Linked DNA regions of Gossypium hirsutum: region 1 is linked to region 2. A link is a contact called in public Hi-C data. All regions are on one chromosome and are shown on one strand. Each heading gives the region's core, a stretch centred on a gene start, on an enhancer-like site or on the middle of the called end of the contact. The rest is flanking DNA. Distances are from core to core; before and after follow the strand shown.

Region 1 (6,674 bases), core at 128-2,627, 220 kb after region 2:
TTCATGCTTTGTGCTCCATTTCAATGAGCAAAAAACATGGATGCTTTATTGGCCAAACAGAACGTTACCAATCCACAAAGGTCATGTCAATGTTGTTTTGTTTTCTTTAATGTAAATTGTAAGTGTTAATTGGACCATAGAACTAAAGTATTAAAGCTGCCCCTTTGGCTAAAAAAGCACAAGAGAGGGGATATTATCTTTGTTGTTTTTTTTCTTTTTAGAAATCTGTTCAGTTTTGTCACTTGAAAACGATGGTGTGAAGCCTTATGTTAGTTTAACCAGTGGCACATGAGAAAAGAGCGTGGTGAAACCCAGGAGAGAACTGTTCAGTCAACTGGCCCATACCCTACCTAATTTTTTTAGGGCTTCATATTTTATATTTGCAATCCAAATGATAAAAGATGAGTTTACTGCAATTTTAACCTCTCTACTATTGAAAATATAATATTTTAGTTCTTACACCGTAATTTTGAATGATAATTAACATAGCATTAAATTAAAAATAAAAAATAAAAACTTAAACAACCATTTAATCTAATACTATTATTCTATCAACAACAAACAAACTAATGTGCAAAATCCAATGCGACTAAAATAAAATTTTATAGAGGGCTAAGCTTTAACCGACAAGTTTAGAAGCATAAAGTAAGATGGTCTGACATTACCTTTTCTGGGCCACTGTAAGGATTGTCACCATTTCCTTGTACTGTAATAACCTTGTTTGAAACAAGTAATGCTATTGATTATATTACCTTGCTGTTCAAGTCATTTGTTAATCTATTCTGTTCATAGCTGTTAAGCCACTGAGATCACTGATTCACATGTATAATTGCACAATCCCATGCCTCTCCAATAAGAAAAGGGACTTACACAACTTTCCTGCAAATATAAATTCCTAATGAACATGATTCCTTAGATCAGCTGAACTTGTTATGAAAAATATGGGTTTTTGGGTTATACTTTGTTCATATATAACTATAAACCAGACTATCAGTTAATTTAAAGGAATATAAAAGAACCTGCATACTTAGTCTGTGACTCTGTTCATTCCAAATCCAGGTTTCTGCAAATGGGAAATTTGGAGCAGGTGAATTGTCACCTTCAAATGGAAACTCATTATTTAAGAAATGGTATATATAAATGTATAAAAAAAAGGTTACTTGAGAATAAAACCCAAAATTGATGAAGGAAAAGCGACATTTGGCTTCTAATTAGTTATCAGGTCACTACAATATTATATTCCCCATCTACTTTCCTTTTGCCCCTCACCAGGCCCCGGTCTTCAACAACGCCTCTTCTCCTCTGTTTCTTTCATACCACTTCTAATTTTGGATAATCCCTTTTCACCATTCTTTCACCCCAAATAATCATCACTTCCATGTTAGTTTTGCAGTGAAAACAAAGCCAACCTACTTTTCAAAACCCCAAAAGCATAAAAAGGAAATACTTAAATGGTTTTCCATGTGGTTTAATTTGGTTTTCTAGAATATTATTAGGTTGACTTTAATGTAATTTAACGTAATGTCACTTCATGTTTGCCTAATCCTATATTGTTTCAACCTTCTTTAAATCAAACCCCATTTTTCTCTGATTCTCTCACCAGTCAAAACATTCTTCTCCACGATTGCAAAAGCAAAAAAAAAAGAAAAAAAGAAATGAAGAACAGTAACAGTAATACCAAGCTAATCCTCCTCCATCCTTATATCCAAAAACAAGGCAGCTCTAGCAGATTATGGCTCCTTGCCTTCATTTCCTTTTTCACTATTGCCTTCCTTTTAACTCTCATATACACCCGAGAGTCTGTTTCCGGTAGAACTACAGCAGCCGTAAGGACAACCGTGAGAGGCCCCGGCTCATCTGTGTCCGCCTTTGGTGGTGGTGGTGGTTCACTATTGCCCACCACCGTCATCAACACCCTTCTCCATTATGCTTCGAGATCCAACGACAGTTTCCACATGACATATGCGGAGCTGAAGCCGATCTCTGATGTCCTACGTAAATGTTCCTCCCCATGCAACTTCCTCGTTTTCGGTCTAACACAAGAAACCCTCCTGTGGAAAGCACTGAACCACAATGGCCGCACCGTTTTCATCGACGAAAACCGGTACTACGCGGCCTATTTCGAAGAGTTGCACCCGGAAATCGACGCTTACGACGTCCAATACACGACCAAAGCAAGCGAAACGAGAGAGCTCATAGCATCTGCTGAAGTACAGATCCGGAACGAATGCAGGCCGGTCCAAAACCTGCTGTTCTCAGATTGTAAGCTGGGAATCAATGATTTACCGAACCATGTTTACGAAGTGGATTGGGACTTGATATTGATCGATGGGCCAAGAGGCGAAGGAGACGAAGGCCCTGGAAGGATGCAACCGATCTTCACGTCGGGGGTGCTTGCAAGAAGCAAGAAAGGGGGCAATCCCAAGACGCATATATTTGTTCATGATTATTATAGAGATGTGGAGAAGATGTCTGGGGACGAGTTTTTGTGCAAGGAAAACTTGGTGGAATTGAACGAAGTGCTAGCACATTTCGTGGTGGAAAGAATGGAAGAGAATAGCTACCAATACTGTCGCAACAAGAACATCAATACATCAAGGAAAGCTTCATCTTCATCTTAGTTCATGAATGTGATGATCATATATACATACAGTCCCAAGCCAAGGTGTCAAGAATGGTATAAAGGAAGGTGAATACGTACGGATTATTTATCATCATTTGAAAACATTTTATAGATGGATCTTTTCTTTGTTGGGGATGGTGTTTGTGTAAAAAATAATTTTGTTTTTGGCAATGAAAATTGTAAGCTCATTGAATCAGAAGATCCAGAACTTGAAAAAGAAAAAAAAAAGACTTTCATAATTAGGCTTTGTATATTGGTATAGTATGCTGATGATAAAAGGTGAAAAAAAGAACACCAGGATGGATAATGTACGATGAAAACTTAGTATGAACAACTATGGTTTGAAATTGTGAAAAGTTATGTGAGAAAATAAAATGTTTAAAAAATATCCTGTTAAAAAAATGATTTTTTTTGAAGTGTAACAAATATAATATAATACAATTAAAGTATAAATAAAAGTTCAAGAAATGTAATTCAAATTAAAATTAATATATTATCTTGTTGGTCATTTAATTTTTATGTCGCTTTTATTTTGGTCACTCAAAATGAAATTCTTATAATTTTGTCACTTAATTTTTAGGTTGCTCTCATTTTAATCACCCAACTATTAAATACATTATGTTTATACTTTCGTTTTATTCACCCAACTTCTATGTTTTTTCATTTTAGTCATCCAAAAAATATTTTTTTCAGTATTGATCGGAATAAAATACATTAAAGTGAAAAGGTGAAAAAGTGGTATAAACTAAGATAATGTTTTAAAACATGTCAAATTGTACTTACTTACCTCGTTACCGAAAGTTCTAATTTTTTTTCCAATATTGAAAATTTAAATTTTAGTATTATATATATATGTATTTAAAATATTTCACTTATAGAAATATTTGAAATATCATACCCATAATGTAGAAAAAAACAATGACATTTTAAATATTTTACATATAAAAATAAATATTTGAAATAATTGTTTCATTTTATAATATTAGAAATCACCATACCCACATTATACATGGATAAAATAAATATTTGACATATAAATATTATATATAAAAAATTAGTTGATGTTTATATTATATTATATATTATAAATGAGTTGTTAATTTCAAATATTTTTAACATAATGATATATGTAAAATATATATTTTTATTATATAATTACATATTTATTATTTGATTTTATGAATAACAAAGTTATTAATTAAAAAGATTTAAAAAGAATAATTAAAAAAATTTAAAAACAATATATTCATTAATTAAAAATAAAAAAAAACTTTAAACAACATAAAATAAAAAAAAATTACAAATATATTTAGAGAAAGGAAATTGAACTTAAGTTTGAAAGATGAAATTATTATATTTAACCATTTAACTAAGGAAGTTGATATGTTAATAATAATAATAATAATAATAAGCTTAAAACAACATGAAATAAAAAAAAATACTAATTTTATGTGAGTGAGAGAGGAATTGAACTTAGAACTCAATAACAAAACCACTAATATTTAACCATCTAATTAAAAAAACTAATTATACTAAAAAAGTCAAAATTTGTAACTTAATTCCTGTCAATTGTGCAGAAAGTGTGCGTGCTTTCACACACTCTCTAAAAGCAGTCTACTTTCCTATATTTTAAAAAAAACGGCATATTTGACCAATAAAGTTTTTTTTTCATATATGGCTAATTTAACTTTTTTTTAATATGTTTCTTGTTTTAATATATAGTTATTGATATATTTAATTTGTGGTCCATGACATATGTCGCAAAATGTATAAATTATTCTATTTTAAAAAAATATATATAGGTTTAAGAGTGTAAAAAATCTTCAAATTTTTAAAAAAAAAAAGCAATTGAGTCTTTATTTTTTTTTACACTTAATTAAGTACTTGAACTTTTAAAATACATAAAAAAGGCCCTCAAACTTTTTCAAAAAAATTAAGCCCTTGTTTTTTTTTTTGCACTCAATTGGAAACTTGAATTGTTAAAATGTATCAAAAAGGTCCTTAAACTTTAAAAAAAAACAATTAAACAATTTTTTTCCACTCAATTCGGTATTCTAATAGTTGACCGGTAAAGTTAATTGCCCCTAATTTTTTCAGTTAAAGCCACCATGTGTCACAACCACTACGTGACATGCGGCAAAAAATATAAAAATAAAAATCAATAAAATTTATAAAAATATTAAATTTTAATAAAAAAATATAAAAATTAGAAAAAATATAAAAAATATAAAAGTGTAAAATTTTATAAAAATCATAAAAAAATTATAAAATATATAGAAATATAGAAAAGAAATTTACAAAATTTTATAAAGTAGTAAGAAAATTATAAAAAATGTAAAGAAATATACAATTTGTAAAAAAATTATAAAAATTCGTTAACTTTAACGGTCAACAGTTAAAATTTTTTTTATGCATTTTATATTTTTATATTTTTATAAAATTTTACAGTTTTTATTTTTTTACGATTTTTATATATACATTTTTTAATTTTTAATATTTTTATTTAAATTTAATAACTTTTATAATTTTTTTACAGCATGTCATGTCGTAGTTGTGACACGGGATGGCTTTAACTGAAAAATTAAGAACAATTAACTTTAACAGTCAACTGTTAAAGCACCCAATTGAATGAAAAAAAAAACCTTAATGGTGCACACGTTATTGGCAGTAATAATAAATTATGTTTATAAAAGTATTATCATCATAATTTGGTATTTTAATTTTAAAATATAAAGTTGTATTTAATGTAATGTCACCTCATGTCGGCTAATCTTTTAATGAGTTTGAATCCAATAAAGTTACCATATTACAAATTTTTAAAATTAAATTCATTTATATTTTATTTTTTGCCAAAATATTACTTAATAATATAATATGATTAATATAGTAAATATAAGTTTACATTTATTTATTGATAATTAATTTCATAAAATACGTTTAATTTCTATTAGAGGGTGAGTGTCTGATCGAATCGAATCAAATGAAAAAATTTCAAGTTGACGAATCATATTTTATCATGTTAACTCAATTTAAAATTTTCTCGAATCGAGTTGAGATGAAATTCAAATCGAATTAAACCTAATATATTTGTTTGAATTAAATTAAAATAATGACTTTGGCCCCTTGTAGTCATTGTCACCCACTGTAATCAAATTTATTATTAACTTTCTTCCATTCATAATTTATTTATTAATCTTTTATCTATGTGTTAGCTTATTTGCTTGCTTAGTTGCTTCAATTATCTTCTGATTCTTGTCACAATCTATTTTGAAAATAAAAAATATTAAATGTAAAAAATAATTTTTTTTAATAAAAGTTATTTTAAAGATAAAATGTGAAATTGATACCAACAAAACATTTTAATACAAATATTTTATAATATCATCAATTATTCAATTTTAACAGAAAATTCAACTCGATTCGAACTCAAAATTCGAAAAAAATTGAATTAATTCAATTAACTCGATTAATTCGATCCGAATAATTCAAAATTTAAATTTTATTTTATTTTTTAAATCAAATCAAATTTTATTCATCAGTACTTTCTATAATTATTCTAATAAAATATTCATGACAATCAGGTTGACCGATAAATAATAAATTAAGTATTGTGTGACGTTTAATTTTCCTTTTATATGCACCTATTAAAAGCAGGGTTGGAGAATTAAAGCATGGCAACCCAGTTCCCATAATCGGTATCTAATTAATCTCCATTATCTTTCAATTAATCCATGTTTGTTATCTTTCAAGGCGCAGTTGGTTTTTTTTTTAATATATTATATTATGTAATTTATAATAAAAAATTAAATCTATAATAATATATAAGAGTGAATATTTCATATACTCACAGTGTACGTTTTTTATTTTATAATTAACTTTTAAAAATTGACATGTATTTTTTTAAATATTTATTTTTAAATATTTTATTATATTTTTATAAGATACTTGTCAGTGTCTTTATTTTATTTGTGGAGTCTAAAAACTCCACCGATGGTGTATTAAATAAGTTTCCAATATTTAATACTATAATGTAACATTAATAAACTGCCAA
Region 2 (6,842 bases), core at 590-3,089:
CACACCAGGTTAATTACTGAATAACTAACAAAGGACAAGAACTTCGATCTATGTTAGTGAACCACCAAATAAAAACAGCCAAAAATGATAGGAAAATGGACTGTCAGGATATGCAATTCAGTTAAAACATGCCTCTGTGTGCTTGTGTACTAAAGCAAAGAAAAGAGAAAGAGAAAGCTAGAGCTTCAGCAACCATTAGAACTCCTGAAACAGAAAGGAAGGAGAAATGTAAGAATAGCTGAGATACTCATAACAGCTTTAGACAAGAGGGAAGTGCAGAGGAATTAAAACTGATAGCAATTAGTTTAAAGCACCTTATGATAACAGAACTCTTGTCTAGGGGCCACGAATGCCACATAACCATTCTATAACCCATTAAAATAAGGATAACAGTACCAAGTTGTGAGAATCTGAGAAACAACTAATATATTGCCAGGCTTCCAGTCCACAAGTCCTTGTTCACAACATGATTGATAAAATCATGTAAAGCTGACTAGTATAAAAAATCTACATACAGTAACATACTGACCATCAATAGATGATTGTTTAAATATAACGAAAACTTACTTTCTAAAAGCCTAAAATCCATTATTCCTTCCCCTTTTTATGTACCCAAAAGAAAAAGAAAAACCATATTAAATTGTCAGCACACAGTCTTCAATATCCATCCATGTTTACTATCAATCACCATTTTCCTAAAATTCTCGAGAAAAAATAAAAAAGAAAATAACATATGATGTAACCCACAAATATATGAAAAACTTGTTTAGGCTCGGCATTCTGAATGCGAGCTAGTCATACAAACCACGCATATACCATATGCACCATAATAGAAAGAAATATTCCTATTATCCTATATGGAAAGCACAGCACTCAATTTAATCCAGAATTATCAATATCTTTGCTAGTCCATGTTTTAACCCAATAAAATCACATAAAACTTGGGTTCATTTACATCAATCAGCAGCGCCCTCTCTCTTTAAAGGAAAAAAACCTCTCTAAGGCCAAAACGAAGAAACGAACCCTAAAATCTTAAAATCTATAAACAGCACAACAGCATCCACGTCCAAAGAAATAAGAGAAAATAATTGACGAACCAAACTCAACAAGCAGAATCCATTAAACTTTATCGACGATAATGAAAAAGAAAAATACAGAAATTAAATAGAAGTTCTTCGACTTACTCCTGCTTTACCAGGGATCGTGCAATGCCACACCATCAAATTGACCGTTCCATCAGGCAACGTCTCTGGTTTCGCAACAAAACCCTAAAATTTCAACAACAAAAAAATCAAACAAATAAAAAAAAATTAAAACATGAAACCCAGAAAAAAAGAAACAAGAGCAGGGAAACAAACTCCACGGACATGGGGATGGTTCTTCCTCCATGCCTTACGTTCCTCGGCGAGTCGACCACGCGCTATTCCTCCCGACATCTCTCTCTCTCTCTCTCTTTTTCTCTGTGTCTTGTCTTTCAGATTCCGGCCTTCTCTTTCTCTCTCTAAAACCCTCACCCAAATGTTCTTTCTTCCCCTTTCTTAAATAATTGTTTTTTTTTTGGATTAATTTTAATAATAAAGAAAATTATATTAAAAAAAAAAGGGCGTTGATGGAATCGACTTTTCCATTTTCAATTTCTCTTGGTCGTCTAAAATAAAAAGAAAATAATAAAATATTAATTATTTTGGTCTTCCGGTTGTGCCCTTGATGAAGAGAGGAGTCGTTGCGCCGAGTTGACCAAGAGAGAAACGTGCGGTTAAGATTTGATCTGGTGGGGTGGGTCCCAATCCCAAGGGGTACCTTCGTTGCTTTTAGATATATGTATATTTAGGTTGGATTAATTAATCTTTGGCTTTAAAAAGTTTAAATACAAAAAAGTCAATGAATTAGCTGTTGTATTATATTCCGGCGTGAAATCCACGCCACTATACTCCTCGCCAGTCACGTGCCTTCTTTTATTGGGCCACGCATAGAGCTTGAGCCCATTATTGGATCCATTAAAGCCCGAGGTTGTTTCAAATTTCAATTGCCAACCACTTAATTGGTTGACCAAATTCCAAGATGGTAGTGTTATGATTATCAACAACCTCATTTAATTATTAAAAATGTTTTAATTTTTACTTGCTTGTTAAACGCAAATAGCCTTTTTTTTTTAGGATTATATATATTTAACTCTCATTTAATCTGAAAAAGCTTTCTATTTGTAGTTGCTCCAATTTAATATTTAAATTATTGTTATAACAAAGCAGCTTATGACAAAGTGAAGTAATAAGTAAAGTATGAGAGAATAAAGATCAACTTCGGATTCATTAATTCTACTTTGTAAAGCCTTGCTCAGGGAACGGTTATATATACTAATTAAATTGAATTACCTATTGACTTAAAACCAATTTACCCTTATAACAATAGATAATTGCAGCTCAATATTGAATCTAACTTTTACAATCACTCTCCCAAATTATCCTCAAATGCAAAATCTTGAAAACTCTTTAAGTAATACTTCAAACAAAATAGTAAAAGAATACACAATAAAGCAATCGAAAAAGACACTCTAAAAACTATGTCACAATGTGCGACTAACCTACTTATTTATACTTCTTCGAGAGTCATTCTAGTCAAAATCAGATAAGATTTTATCTTCAATTTAATAGTTGATTTTAACAAATAGCTTATTTTGAGTCCCATAAAACTCTTCATAGTACAACTTCTCAATAGCTTCAAACTTTCTTAAAGTATAATGATAAAGTCTTTCAACAAATGAAATTGTAACACCCTAAATCTATCTCTATTGTCGGATTATGGTTATGGAGCATTACGGTACAATAGCAGAACCTTTAATTTCAAAACAAAAGTAATTATTCAATTTATGTATAAATTCCAACATCTCATCTTAATCGTAGCAACATACACATTTAGGCCTTAAATCGAGCCTTCGGGCCCTAAAAATAATTTGCGAACAATTAGGGATCAATTTGAAATAAATTAGAAAATTTTGGAAAAATATGAAAATTTTGGAAACAGGGGTCACACGGCAGTGTGGCTAGGCAGTGTGACATAGTCTAGACAGTGTGGACGTTCGAAGTCTGGACACAACCATGTCCCAACTCGTATACCCGCCCATTTGGTTATTCGAAATAGGGTCACACAGTCATGTCGCAGATTTTGTGCTCAACCGTGTGTATATTCGAAGTTGGGTTACACGACTGTGTCGCAGGACATGTCTCAAACCGTGTGAAACCTGCACTTAAAAACAATAAAGACACACGACCGTCGAGTAGACCGTGTGCCACACATGACCGTGTGACAGCCCGTGTCCTAGGCCATGTGTCCCAAATTAGCCCCTAAAACAAGCCATTACAACTCTTATTCTTGCCTAACAAGGTACACTATTTGCACATACATTTCTATGATCAAAACACTCTTCAAACTCATTCAAAATATACCAAATCAAGTAACCTATAAATTCTAACCAATATGCTATTCAAAGGCACCACAATCATAACAATTTCATACATTCAATGCTACATTATAACCTAAACATCATTACCATATTCACACATTATGAAACCACTCTAAACATATATGAATAAGCCACATTTTTTTAATGCATTTAAAAGTGACCCAAAGACATAACATACATATACATTTACAAGCCAAAACAAAACATGTACCAACCAAACTAAAGTCTTATATACAACTAAGTTCAAACAAGGCCAAAACCTACCATAAGTTCTTACTAAACCAACATACCTATTACATAAAATTCCTATACATGCCATTCATTACCAAAAGATGAAATATCCAAAAACTACCAAAATGAACGATGAATAGTGTGATAGAGCTCCAATAGAAATTCAACTAAACAAGCTTTCTGAATCTACAAGACAGAGCAACAAAATATCACGTAAGTGAACGATGATTAGTAAGTTCGTATAAAAGAACTAAAACTTACCAAATAACAATTCCATGATTAACCATTCAAGCATTGTTAAATTCATATATGCATAATTCCTCCTATATACACCATTTCACAATTAGCAAATAAATAAATATTGAAAGTACATAACTCATTATATGTGCCATATCATGCATAAGGTCTTAAAATTAATATCATCAAAACATAATCAAGCATCTTCTTTCTCAATTCAACAAAATACATAATTATTTCAAAACATATACAAACCTTTACCAAATGGTTCATTCCATGATTCCCTTTTCCATACATCCTTTTCATTTAATATCATTTTTAGATATATCCTTTTCAACTTTTCATGTGTTATCCCTTTCAGGTAATTTCCTTTTCAACCTTTTCATGTGTTATTCTTTTCGGGTAACTTCCTTTTCAACCTTTTCAAGAATTTGGAAGAATCGAATGAAATGCCATTGTGTCTTTCAACCATGGTCTTTTTCTTTTCAAATATAATATCATGAGATATTACAATCCCGATCCTTTCTCCGATACAATTCAAAGCAATCTAAAAAAATATTACATAATTGCATATATAGAGAAAACCATCAATTAATCTTATAAATTCAAATGTAAAATTAGAAAATAAGATATGAACTTCCTTTGATAAAACAGTTGTAAAAACGAGGCTGATATTTAGTTCACCATTTTAGCTTTTCCTCGATCTAAGCCTGGTTGATTAGTATCTCGATCTAAATATGAATTTCATTCAATTAAGCATTTCAAATAGCTTAAAACAACCAATTTCCAACTTATAACCCCTTTCACTATAAATTATAAATTTACTTCTAACATTTTATCTTTTATACAATTTAGTTCTTAACCCTTAACTTGCAATTTCACCACTTTTCCAACCAAAACCATGCTAACTAATTTTACTAGAGTTTCCATACAATCCAAATTTACCTAAATTTCACATTAGTATCATTGGATTTTACACTTTCAACAATTTAATCCCTAGTACTCAAAATCACTAAAATCTTTTAACAAAATAAGCTCATTCATCAATCAAACTTAAATTTCTATCAAACATCTTCACAAACACATCAAATTAATTCATGGCAAGTCCCTCAATCTTTAAAAATTTTGCAAATTAACCCCCGAACTAGTTAGATTAAGCTAATACAAACTTAAAAACACAAAAATTACTAAGAATAAGTAAGAATTACTTACTATGCAAGCTAAAATCTCTTAGCCGAACCAAAACTCTAACAATGGTGTTTTTCTCCCTTTAATTTCGGTGATAGCACTAGGAAGATGACAACTCTCATTTTGTTTGTTTTGTTTTATTTTTTACTTTTCCAAATTACCACTTTAACCTTAATTATTTTAACTAACAAATAATAACACGAGTTCAACATTAGGTATGATATAATTACCAACTAAGTCCATAAATTTTCATTTTCAAAGCCACTTAATCCATTTATTTACTAAAACTCATCTTTTGTGTCTTTTACAGTTGGTCATTTTTATCTAATTAACTATTTAAATCTAAAAAATTCTCAACGAAACTTTAATAAGACTCTAATAATTACTTGTAAACTTTAAATAAATATTAAAATTCTAACTCGCTCATTGGATTTATGGTTTCAAAATTATTGTTTTCGCCATCACTGAAAATGAGTTGTTATAGAAACTTTCCTCTTTTCTTTTCTAAGAAAATCAATGTATAATAAATGATCATACCATACTCTAGCAATGGAATTCTCTTTAGTAATATTTCAAAACTAAACCACATGAGTCAAATATGTAATGAAAATTTTGACTTATCAAAATTAGATGTTTTATTTGTTGTTCAAACACTAAAAAAAAAACAAGATAATAAGGTGGACAGTCAAAGTTCCTAAAAATATCAATTAATACAGGTGACAAAATTTATATTAACGTTATTTTGAAAATAAAAATTATATTTAAAGGAAATCCCCCTTTTAACACTTAAATCATTTCTATGTATTTGAAGATATTGAATCCACACTAGTACGAAGATGAGGTTTTAAGTAGCATCCAATTGGCCTAGAAAAAGATCCCAAGGATTCTTGACCAAAAATAATATCAATCCAAGTGTTATGATTTTAGGGATAATTTATTTTTTCAATTTAATGATGTGATCGCGAATGGGACATTTCCAACTGCGTTACTTGCTTAAAAATAAGAATAGGTCATAACTTCTTGACCCTCCGTTGCTAACAAGATTCAAAATGTTTCTCTCAATCTTGAAGCTTCTTTTTAGCGGATACAATTTATTCAAATTTCAAAACTAATCTTCTCCCATTTTATTTTTATTTTTAAAAATTGACTTAATGCTTTTGCATTTAATCTTGAAATAATTGTGGAAGGTAGTTAGAAGGCATATTCTTGACATTTTTGGGTCTTAAGAAAAATAATAAAATGGGATTTTAGGTTTATTAAAAGTTAGAGAAAATTTTTTAAGTCTTTTAAAAGTTAGTAAAAAAATTTATTGGACCATTAAAAGTTAAAAAATCTTTTTTGGGTCCCTTAAAAACTAAAAAAGAAAATATTTTAGACCCCTTTTAACTTTGAACACTAAGCAACCACACCTCCAGGCGACCCTCAAGATTGGGCCTAGACAATTGTTAAAACCTATGCTTGATTTGAATATTTAAATTTTAGAATTACATTTCTATGTTTAAATTTCGAAAATAATATTTATTTGATTATTTTATATAATCAATAGTATTAAGATTCATTAATATTTGGTTAATCTTAATAAAATTTCAATGCTCATATTGTGATAAATTTGTCCTCACATTTCATAATTTTAATCAATTTTTACCCTTCAAATTGTCTATTAAATATATTGAATTTTAAATTACTCATATTCCAGTGCCCTATAGGATTGTCTATTAAATATATC

Evidence for each region. A called contact is a pair of places that touch in the nucleus more often than the background predicts.
Region 1: a contact with region 2 is called in a Hi-C map of leaf, with 1.6 times the contacts expected there. The contact joins the promoter of LOC107901604 here to the promoter of LOC107913372 in region 2. A contact is called at or near these places in 4 of 34 Hi-C or Micro-C datasets (all in leaf).

What each region holds. Positions count from the first base shown.
Region 1 is chrA11:35,529,608-35,536,281 of Gossypium_hirsutum_v2.1, forward strand. It overlaps LOC107901604 (protein IRX15-LIKE), which reads left to right and starts at 1,378. Exons shown (of 1, transcript XM_016827674.2): 1 at 1,378-2,856. The coding sequence starts at 1,656. The coding sequence ends at 2,621.
Region 2 is chrA11:35,308,835-35,315,676 of Gossypium_hirsutum_v2.1, forward strand. LOC107913372 (SUMO-conjugating enzyme SCE1) reads right to left here and starts at 1,840. Exons shown (of 5, transcript XM_016841939.2): 1 at 1,368-1,840; 2 at 1,185-1,268. The coding sequence starts at 1,436.